Regions from separate parts of the Mus musculus genome. Here all the other regions are linked to region 3. A link is a contact called in public Hi-C and HiChIP or PLAC-seq data. All regions are on one chromosome and are shown on one strand. The core of a region is the stretch at or near the end of the contact, and the rest is flanking DNA. Distances in the headings are between cores, read along the strand shown.

Region 1 (2,700 bases), core at 149-2,648, 590 kb after region 3:
TATCGAGGGGATAAAATGAGATCTGCGCTCTGGATGGAGTGAACTTCCGGCCTCCATGACTGCCAGAGGCGGGGCTAGAGACCTGCATAGGAATGGGCTGCTCAGGAGAACAGTTTCTTTAGGATGATGAAAGTGTTTTAAATTGATCGATTGGTGCGCTGCATGCTGGGATATGCTTATGGCTGCTAACAGCTGCTGCATTTCAAAAGGCAAGAGGGCTGGGCAGGTGACAAGTCAGACTGCCTGGGTTCCACAGAGTGGAAGAGAGAGATAGCTGATTCCTGCAGTTGTTCCCCGACCTCCACACCCAAGCTGTCACACATACACACACTCTCGGGAACACACACACACACACAAAAAGATTTAAAAAATATATAAATGCTTTCATTAGGTAATACTGACAAAAGTAATACTTGAGAAAAATTAAAATGGTGTATTTGGGGCTGGGGTTCTGGCTCTTGGTAGAGCCCTTGCCTTGAGTATACAAGGCCCTGGGTTTGACCCCAGCAAGACTAAAAACTGGCTGTGGTACGGGTCTGTAATTCCAGCACTTGGGAGCTAGAGGTAGGAAAATCAGGAGTTCAAGGTCAGCCTGAACTACATCGTAAGACTGTCTCAAACAAACAAACAAACAAACAAACAAAAAACCCCAATACATATGTGTGCGTGCACAGACACAGAGAGATACACACACATACACACACACATAGATTAGATATACACACACATAAAATTAGATACACAGACACATACAAGACACAGAGACATACACAAACATAGATTAGTTATACACACACATATAGATTAGATACACAGATACACACAGACACACACACACACACAGACACACACACACAGGACACACACACACACACACGTTCTGGTTCGGATCACACAATGATAGGATGCAATACATTATAACCCAGTATCCTCAACACAGAAGTCTGAAGTGCTAAGACAACAGGGGTTTTTCCCCCCCTGGGAAGTCTGATGTTGGGCTAGGACTGAGGGTGCAGTGACCCACTCCAGGAAATGTGACCTGATTCTGCCCTGGAGAACCGGCCCAGTGGCCCAGAGCTTCCTGCTGTCCCAGCGGCCCAAAGAAACAGGCTTTTAAAGTTCTCCTGTGCCAGGCTGAAAGCATCCTGGAGAGTGGGACCCAGCGCCGCACCCAGAGGCCTCCTGGCTCCTGCTGCCTCTAGCCCTGCGCCCCTGGCCCCTCTCCACCTCCCCCACCCTCCCTTCTGCTCACTCCCAATTGCAGGCCATGACTCCCGGTCCCGGTCCCTCTCACCCGCCATGAGGCCTGCACTTGCAAGGCTGAAGTCCAAAGTTCAGTCCCTTCGCTAAGCGCACGGATAAATATGAACCTTGGAGAATTTCCCCAGCTCCAATGTAAACAGAGCAGGCAGGGGCCCTGATTCACTGGCCGCTGGGGCCAGGGTTGGGGGCTGGGGGTGCCCACAGAGCTTGACTAGTGGGATTTGGGGGGGCAGTGGGTGCAGCGAGCCCGGTCCGTTGACTGCCAGCCTGCCGGCAGGTAGACACCGGCCGTGGGTGGGGGAGGCGGCTAGCTCAGTGGCCTTGGGCCGCGTGGCCTGGTGGCAGCGGAGCCATGGTTTCTAAGCTGAGCCAGCTGCAGACGGAGCTCCTGGCTGCCCTGCTCGAGTCTGGCCTGAGCAAAGAGGCCCTGATCCAGGCCTTGGGGGAGCCAGGGCCCTACCTGATGGTTGGAGAGGGTCCCCTGGACAAGGGGGAGTCCTGCGGTGGGAGTCGAGGGGACCTGACCGAGTTGCCTAATGGCCTTGGAGAAACGCGTGGCTCTGAAGATGACACGGATGACGATGGGGAAGACTTCGCGCCACCCATTCTGAAAGAGCTGGAGAACCTCAGCCCAGAGGAGGCAGCCCACCAGAAAGCCGTGGTGGAGTCACTTCTTCAGTAAGGACCCCAACCTGTCCCCAGCACCCAGGAAGGAACTCATAGCGCCCCATTCTATGCTCCTGGCAAGCTTCACTTCCCGTCTAGGGGGCCTTAGGAGCTGTGGTCTTCAGGCTGGTGGTTAAGGGCTTCTTGCCGAACCTACCCCTCTGTTTGGCCCTACATACCCCGTATCCGTGGGCCACCTGTTTGCAGTCCGGCCTTTAGGAAACAGGGACAGGCCTGAGGTCACTTTGAAACAGAGGACAAAGGAAAGCCAGCCCCAAGAAAATGGTTGGAGAACTAGTGGGTGGTAGAAATCCTTCCCCAGTGTGGTCGTTTGTGCTCCCACAAATTCCACCTTCTTGGCTGGGGGGGGGGTCAGATCCAGGTTTGGGGCCCCAAAAGCCCCTGAGGAGGCCGGGCTGATGTTGGGCTTTTAGGGGATTTCCTGATCCGCCAGGGCCTTAAGCATCTGGCAGGGTACGCTTGGGTTTCTTACCTGGGGCAGATGGAGCTGAAGGTGGCAGTTTCCCTGCATGGCCAGGTGCTGCTTGCCCCTGACCCCAGCCTGGTCAGATAGCAGGGTTAGAGGCCTCCCCATACCAGACCCCCCTCTTCTGTTGTCTGGCTCCCCATCTCCTGGAGTGCTGAGTGGGTCCCGATTTCAATGCCTCCCCCGTCTCTCTCCTCAGCAAAGCCGTTCTGGTTACTAATTACCCACGCACGCCATTATTTCTTTTGTTTTATAAATTTATAAATAGCAAAAGGCTCTGATAA
Region 2 (2,774 bases), core at 264-2,763, 990 kb after region 3:
GGGACCTTTGACATAATCAAAGACCACATGGCAGCGCTGATGAACCGTGCGCATCTGCCCGCACACAGCTTTTCTTTGTGATGCTGACTGCGTACAATTAAAAAACCGAGAAAAAGAAGTGTGGTTGGCATGGTAGTGCATGCCTGTCGTTCTAACACAGGGAGGCCGAGGGAGGGAGGCCAGGAGGTCAAAGACAACCTTGGCTACAGAACTCGTCCTAGGCTCCCCCCACGCCCCAGGCTACAGAGAGACTCCTCCTTAAGATCCACAAAATTAACACTTGCACTCTCGCGCCTTAGAGTCTTGGGCATTAGAACCAAATCAGAACCAAGCCAACCTGACAGCTCTGTTTCTCTTGAGGCCAAGCACCAGCTATCCCACTAGGAGGTGGGTGTCTGTGTTCCCACTCTGGAGAACCCTGTGGCTCTGGAAATGGGCGACTTGAGGCTCAGACAGGACTCTCCTCCGAAACCAGATGACCGTAGCCATTTTCTTTTCTTTTCTTTTCTTTTTTCTTTCTTTCTTTTTTTTTTTTTTTTTTTTTTTTTTTGAGACAGGGTTTCTCTGTGTAGCCCTGGCTCTCCTAGAACTCACTTTGTAGACCAGGCTGGCCTCAAACTCAGAAATCTGCCTGCCTCTGCCTCCTGAGTGCTGGGATTAAAGGCGTGCGCCACCACACCCGGCTCTTTTCTTTTTTTTTTTTTTTAAAGATTTATTTATTTTATGTATATGAGTACACTGTAGCTATACAGATGGTTGTGAGCCTTCATGTGGTTGCTGGGGGATTGAACTCAGGACCTCTGCTCGCTCTGGCCCAAAGATTTATTTATGATTATAAGAGGGCATCAGATCTCATTATGGGTGGTTGTGAGCCACCATGTGGTTGCTGGGATTTGAACTCACTTTGGAAGAGCAGTCAGTGCTCTTAACCGCTGAGCCATCTCTCTAGCCCGACCTTAGCCATTCTCTAGATCTCTAAGTCTTCTCTCACCTGGGACCCCTGCCTTGCCTTGGGATTCAAAGGCCATGGGTGGTTATCACAGCATGGGAGGTCATCAGAGTCAGAGCCGAGGTTGGGGCACTTTGTCCCATGGGTATCCTGCACTTGAGCCCATGCTTGGGGCTCACAGCATTGGCACCACTGCATATGTCTGACTACTATGTCTTATCAGGGTTCATAAGGGTCTGTGGTGGCACACAGTAGGCCCAAGGGCTCATAAGGGCCTGGCCCCGTGGCAGCACACAGTAGGCCCACAGCAAATCGGGCTGAGTGGCTGTGGAGGCTCCAGCAGCCAAAGTCTCTCCAAAACAAGGAGGAGACCCACAGGATCAGGAGGAGATGGGAGATGAGAGGCTTCCGGCTGGTCCCCTGGGGTGCTGGGCCAACCTCTGAGGAGGTCTTGGCCTCATCACATGGGCTGGCAGCTGGCAGCACCCCTCCCCCACTGAGAGCCACAACAAAGGAGCCTCTATTTCTCTCTGAGCATTTGTTCCTGGCCAGGCTGGCCCATAGCACCCTCTCTCTTCTCTGCTGGCCGCCCCGCCAGCCAGCCGGCTGGGCAGACACAAAGGCCAGTGTGTCCCTGCTGAGCCAGCCTGGCCCCAGAAGGCCCTGTGCACAGGGAGCATGAGGCTGAAGCTCGGGAGTCCCTGGGAGGGTGTGCAGCACATAGTGGGGCTTCCATCCAGGTGCAACGGGAAGGGACGAGAGGACGAGGACTCTAGGTCTCAAGACCCAGTTTCTGCAACTCATAGCCACGTCACGAAGGAACCTCTGGCTGTCAAGAGTTTGGGGAACTGTTCCTTTTGGGGGACAGAAGATAAGCAGGACCCTCCTGGGCCGAAGCAGCCATTGTGCAGCTCTTCAGTTTTCCTCAGGAAATCCACACGGAAGCAATAGTACTCCTTACATCTAGCAAAGTCCAAATGCGACGGTACTGGCTCTCTCAGGCCAGGAGGCCCTGAGGTCCTGTCTTCAGGAGGTTCTGTGACAGTGGCCATTGGTTATTAGACATCTATAGTACACAGGGACTTGGAGCTACCTCATCTCCTCTCAACCCCACAGCTGCTCTGGAAGGGCGGGGCAGTGTGTCATAGGATGGTAGCACGGCCACAGGGCCACAGTCCACCAACAAGTGTTCAAATCCAAGCTGGGAGACTTCAGGCTTCGTTCTCCCTGTAGGTAAGAGGATGGCCACCCTCCACGGTCTACAGTTAATCTGAGAAAATAGACTCATGATGTCTCCAGGTCTAGCAAGCTTGATGTGTTGACCAAGGAGGTCTCTCCCCACGTCCCAGGATAGGAACTGAAGCTCGCTGACGGTGTTCTGGCAGGCAACCATTCCAGGAGCTAGACTACACTTTGTAGCCTAGGGTCCCAGTGGAGAACTTGGGAATGGTTTTTCTAATTTTGTTTTTTTGGTTTTTTTTTTTTTTTTTTTTTTTGAGACAGGCTTTCTCAGTGTAACCAGCCCTGGCTGTCCTGAACTCACTTTGTAGACCAGGCTAGCCTTGAACTCACAGAGATCCGCCCATATTTGCCTAAGCAGCGCCGGGGTCAAAGACGTGCGCCACCATGCTTGGCCTAGTCTTCACCTGGAGAGAGTGGGGCCCAGGGATCTGGGCCACCTGCCTTCTCATCAGTGCTGACCCCTAGAACCATGAACCTTCTTACAACATCTTCTTGTTTCCTATCTGCCTGAGCTGGGGGCAGCGATGTGAACAGCGGAGTACCGAGTAATTAAGACGACGCACCATCCGGGTGCCTGGAACAC
Region 3 (2,799 bases), core at 193-2,692:
GAACCGAATTTTTAAATTTCATTTAATTCTGACGAACTTAAGTAAGCTTTACGGCTCTTTTGATAGCACAGTTAGGTAACCTACTACTAAATAACACAACTCTAGGGAGAAGATTCTTAAATATTCAGAAACATTAAGTAACTTCCCTTCTTAGGATTCACTAAGACGCAGCTCTGTCTAAACAAATTACCAAACCCTTTTACTGAAGACCCTTGCAAAGCATCTTTTTAATGATCAGGTTAAATGGCTCCTCTTTGGCGGGCCTTGAGGATCAAACATAAAAATCAATTAATCTCACCCCAGAGACTCAAACTGTTTTTTAAATACGTTCCTGCCAGGCAGGGTAAGCCCCCCACCCACCCATTAAGAAGCCACAGGCAAGATGGCTACAAGTTCAAAGCCAACTCACTATATATATATATTTTTAATTTGTTTGTTTCTCAAGACAGGGGTTTTGTGTGTGTGTGTGTACCCATGTCTGCCTGGAACTCCCTCTGTAGACCAGGCTGGACTGGCACTCAGAGATCCACCTGCCTCTGCCTTCCAAGTGCTGGGATTAGAGACGTGCCACCACCGCGCCACCACTACCTGGCCTTGATCTACATTTTTGAAAAGGGAGGGTGGGATGGAGACATGGAGAGAAAAAAAAATTATGTTTCTTATTTATTATTTCATCCTTCCACGAGGCTACAAAAGAGGCTGAGATGGAGAAGGGGGTAGCCTCAACGCCTCCCTGAACTGCAAGGTACCCACAGGTGTGAACGCACAACGGTGTCACGACTCTTCGCAGGTGAAGACATTTTGAGATCTCACCCAGGACCCAGTTAACACCCAGCAAACCCACATGGGACCCTACTATTTTGTCTCAATACATCTTCCCATAAAATAACATAGGATATCGGTATTATCACCACCACCAAATGTTAAAAGGACCGAGACCCTGAGGGGTGATGTCATTGATCCAACGCCTTGACGAAACCAACGAGCGGAGGCTCAACTCCGAACCCGTATGGACATAAAAAGGCTACGCTCCGAGTGTGGGCACAGAGTCGGGGGGCCTCTGCATCGCCCCGCGGGCTCCGGAGAACCGTAGCCGACGCCGAGTGTAAGCTCTGCCACCGCCGGGACCCGCACAGCCCCAGCACGGCACCCGCTACCCCGAAGCCAAGCGGATGGCAAGATGCTCGAGTCCAGGGTCGCTCTGCTCGCCCAGGCCGGCCGGAGCCTCGAGCCGCGAGCAGCCGCCGCCCCCTTCCCCCGCGCCGCCGCTTCCGTCTGCGCCCTCCGCGGCCGTGGGCGCCGCAGCCTCCGCCCGGGCAATCCCGCCGCCCCACTGCCCGCGCTCCGGGTCCGGTCCCCGCCGCCCGCCGCGTTGGCCGCCGCAGCCGCCCGCCTCACCTGCGTGTCCGCCGCCATCCTGCCGGCGCCCAGTCCGGAACCGCTTCCGGAGCGCTTCCGGGTCACAGCAGGGCCCACGCGGCAAGGCGAGGCCTGGCGCCCCCGGGCGGGAGGGCGGCCGCAGGTCGTGCTCTGCAGCCCCTGGGCGCGGGATCTCCTCGATTCGGCCTCCCCCGGACAGCGCCCTGCAGCTCTGGCATCCTTGGGGGGATCCCGGGTCCAGCACCGACACCCCCCATCGTGCTGTTTCCTAGGCCCCAGGAATGAACCCAAAGACTAGTCTCAGGCCCAAGAGGCTTGGAGGTTAGAACAGGTGATGGTGAGGTACGCGGGAGGGATGCAGGGATGACCCGGGAATTGCGTGACCTGCTGGGAGCCTCAACTGCAGACAGCTAGGGACAGGGTTGAGGAAGAGTTCGATGTCTTAGGACAATTATTGAATTTTTACTATAACTCAAGAGTGTGCTTGGAGAATGCGGTCTCCAGGCTTCTTGGCCCTCAGCAGTGGCAACTATACAGATGGGGGGCCGGGCGTGGTGTCGCACGCCTTTAATCCCAGCACTCGGAAGGCAGAGGTAGGCGGATTTAAGGCCAGCCTGGTCTAAAGTGAGTTCCAGGACAGCCAGGGCTACACAGAGAAACCCTGGGGGGTGAGGGAGGGAGAAGAAAAAAAAATATATATATACACACACATAGATGTATAGTGACGTCACAAGGTTAATGATAGCAATAGGGCATTGCATTTGATACAGTATTCACCTACTTGTTAGAGCCCATTTTTTAAATCCTCAGCTTTTCAGACTTAACACTTACTGAATGCCTATATGAACCAACATCAAACTACTATCGGGTTAGAGGTTGCAATTCTAGGGTAACTTTTTGTCTAGTTACCTGTGATGCACAGGCAGTATTTTAGCTCTTGCAGCAGCTTTTTACATAGCAAGTTATTCTAGTTTGCACCCCCGATTAGTACATCAAAGCAACCCTACATGCACACCTTAGTGGCTAGTTATTAACTGCCCCTGTATTCAAGACTTAATCTACCAAGAAAAAACTTTAGCCAGCACGTGGAAACTCAACTACACATCTAAACTACACAAACACAAGTATAACTTCATTACTAAACACACAGCAGTGACTCAATTACTGCAGGCAGAAGGCTGAGGCAGATCAACTTCTACACCAATCCTCATCTCAAAAGGCACAATCAGGCCCGAGTTCAATCACCACTCACCTGGATACTCCTTGCCATAGCTCAGTATCACCATCTCAGGCCCTCTCAGACTTCAGTCCTTAAACCACGCCTAGCTCAAACCCAGCCTTCTACCCCTGCCTCAGCCTTAAGCAACAGGGCTCTGGACCTGCATCACTCTGCCTTGGAGCAGTAAGGCTACCTATGAA

The links. Hi-C and Micro-C count contacts between places; a contact is called where the count stands out from the background. HiChIP or PLAC-seq counts read pairs in DNA pulled down with a chosen protein or histone mark.
Region 1: a contact with region 3 is called in an HNF4G HiChIP or PLAC-seq map of pancreatic cancer cells. The contact joins the promoter of Hnf1a here to the promoter of Gcn1 in region 3. A contact is called at or near these places in 1 of 39 promoter capture datasets (pre-B cells) and 1 of 115 datasets of contacts at active chromatin or transcription factors (pancreatic cancer cells).
Region 2: a Hi-C map of Sertoli cells shows a contact between it and region 3, with 4 times the contacts expected there. The contact joins the enhancer-like site here to the promoter of Gcn1 in region 3. A contact is called at or near these places in 2 of 39 promoter capture datasets (liver and pre-B cells) and 1 of 484 Hi-C or Micro-C datasets (Sertoli cells).

Annotation. Positions count from the first base shown.
Region 1 is chr5:114,969,760-114,972,459 of GRCm38.p6, reverse strand. It overlaps Hnf1a (HNF1 homeobox A), which reads left to right and starts at 1,398. Exons shown (of 10, transcript NM_009327.3): 1 at 1,398-1,941. The coding sequence starts at 1,616. It overlaps Hnf1aos1 (a long non-coding RNA gene), which reads right to left. Exons shown (of 6, transcript XR_878697.3): 1 at 2,423-2,700.
Region 2 is chr5:114,578,625-114,581,398 of GRCm38.p6, reverse strand. All of the region lies in intron 1 of Fam222a (family with sequence similarity 222, member A), which reads right to left. Among named protein-coding and RNA genes, the nearest start is that of Fam222a, 12 kb to the right of the region's middle. Within about 2 kb of position 1,513, at least 44 of the 459 cell types and tissues checked have an H3K27ac peak or open chromatin away from gene starts, as enhancers often do. A contact at or near this core is called in Sertoli cells, where this site is marked.
Region 3 is chr5:115,563,906-115,566,704 of GRCm38.p6, reverse strand. It overlaps Gcn1 (GCN1 activator of EIF2AK4), which reads right to left and starts at 1,442. Exons shown (of 58, transcript NM_172719.2): 1 at 1,399-1,442. The coding sequence starts at 1,416.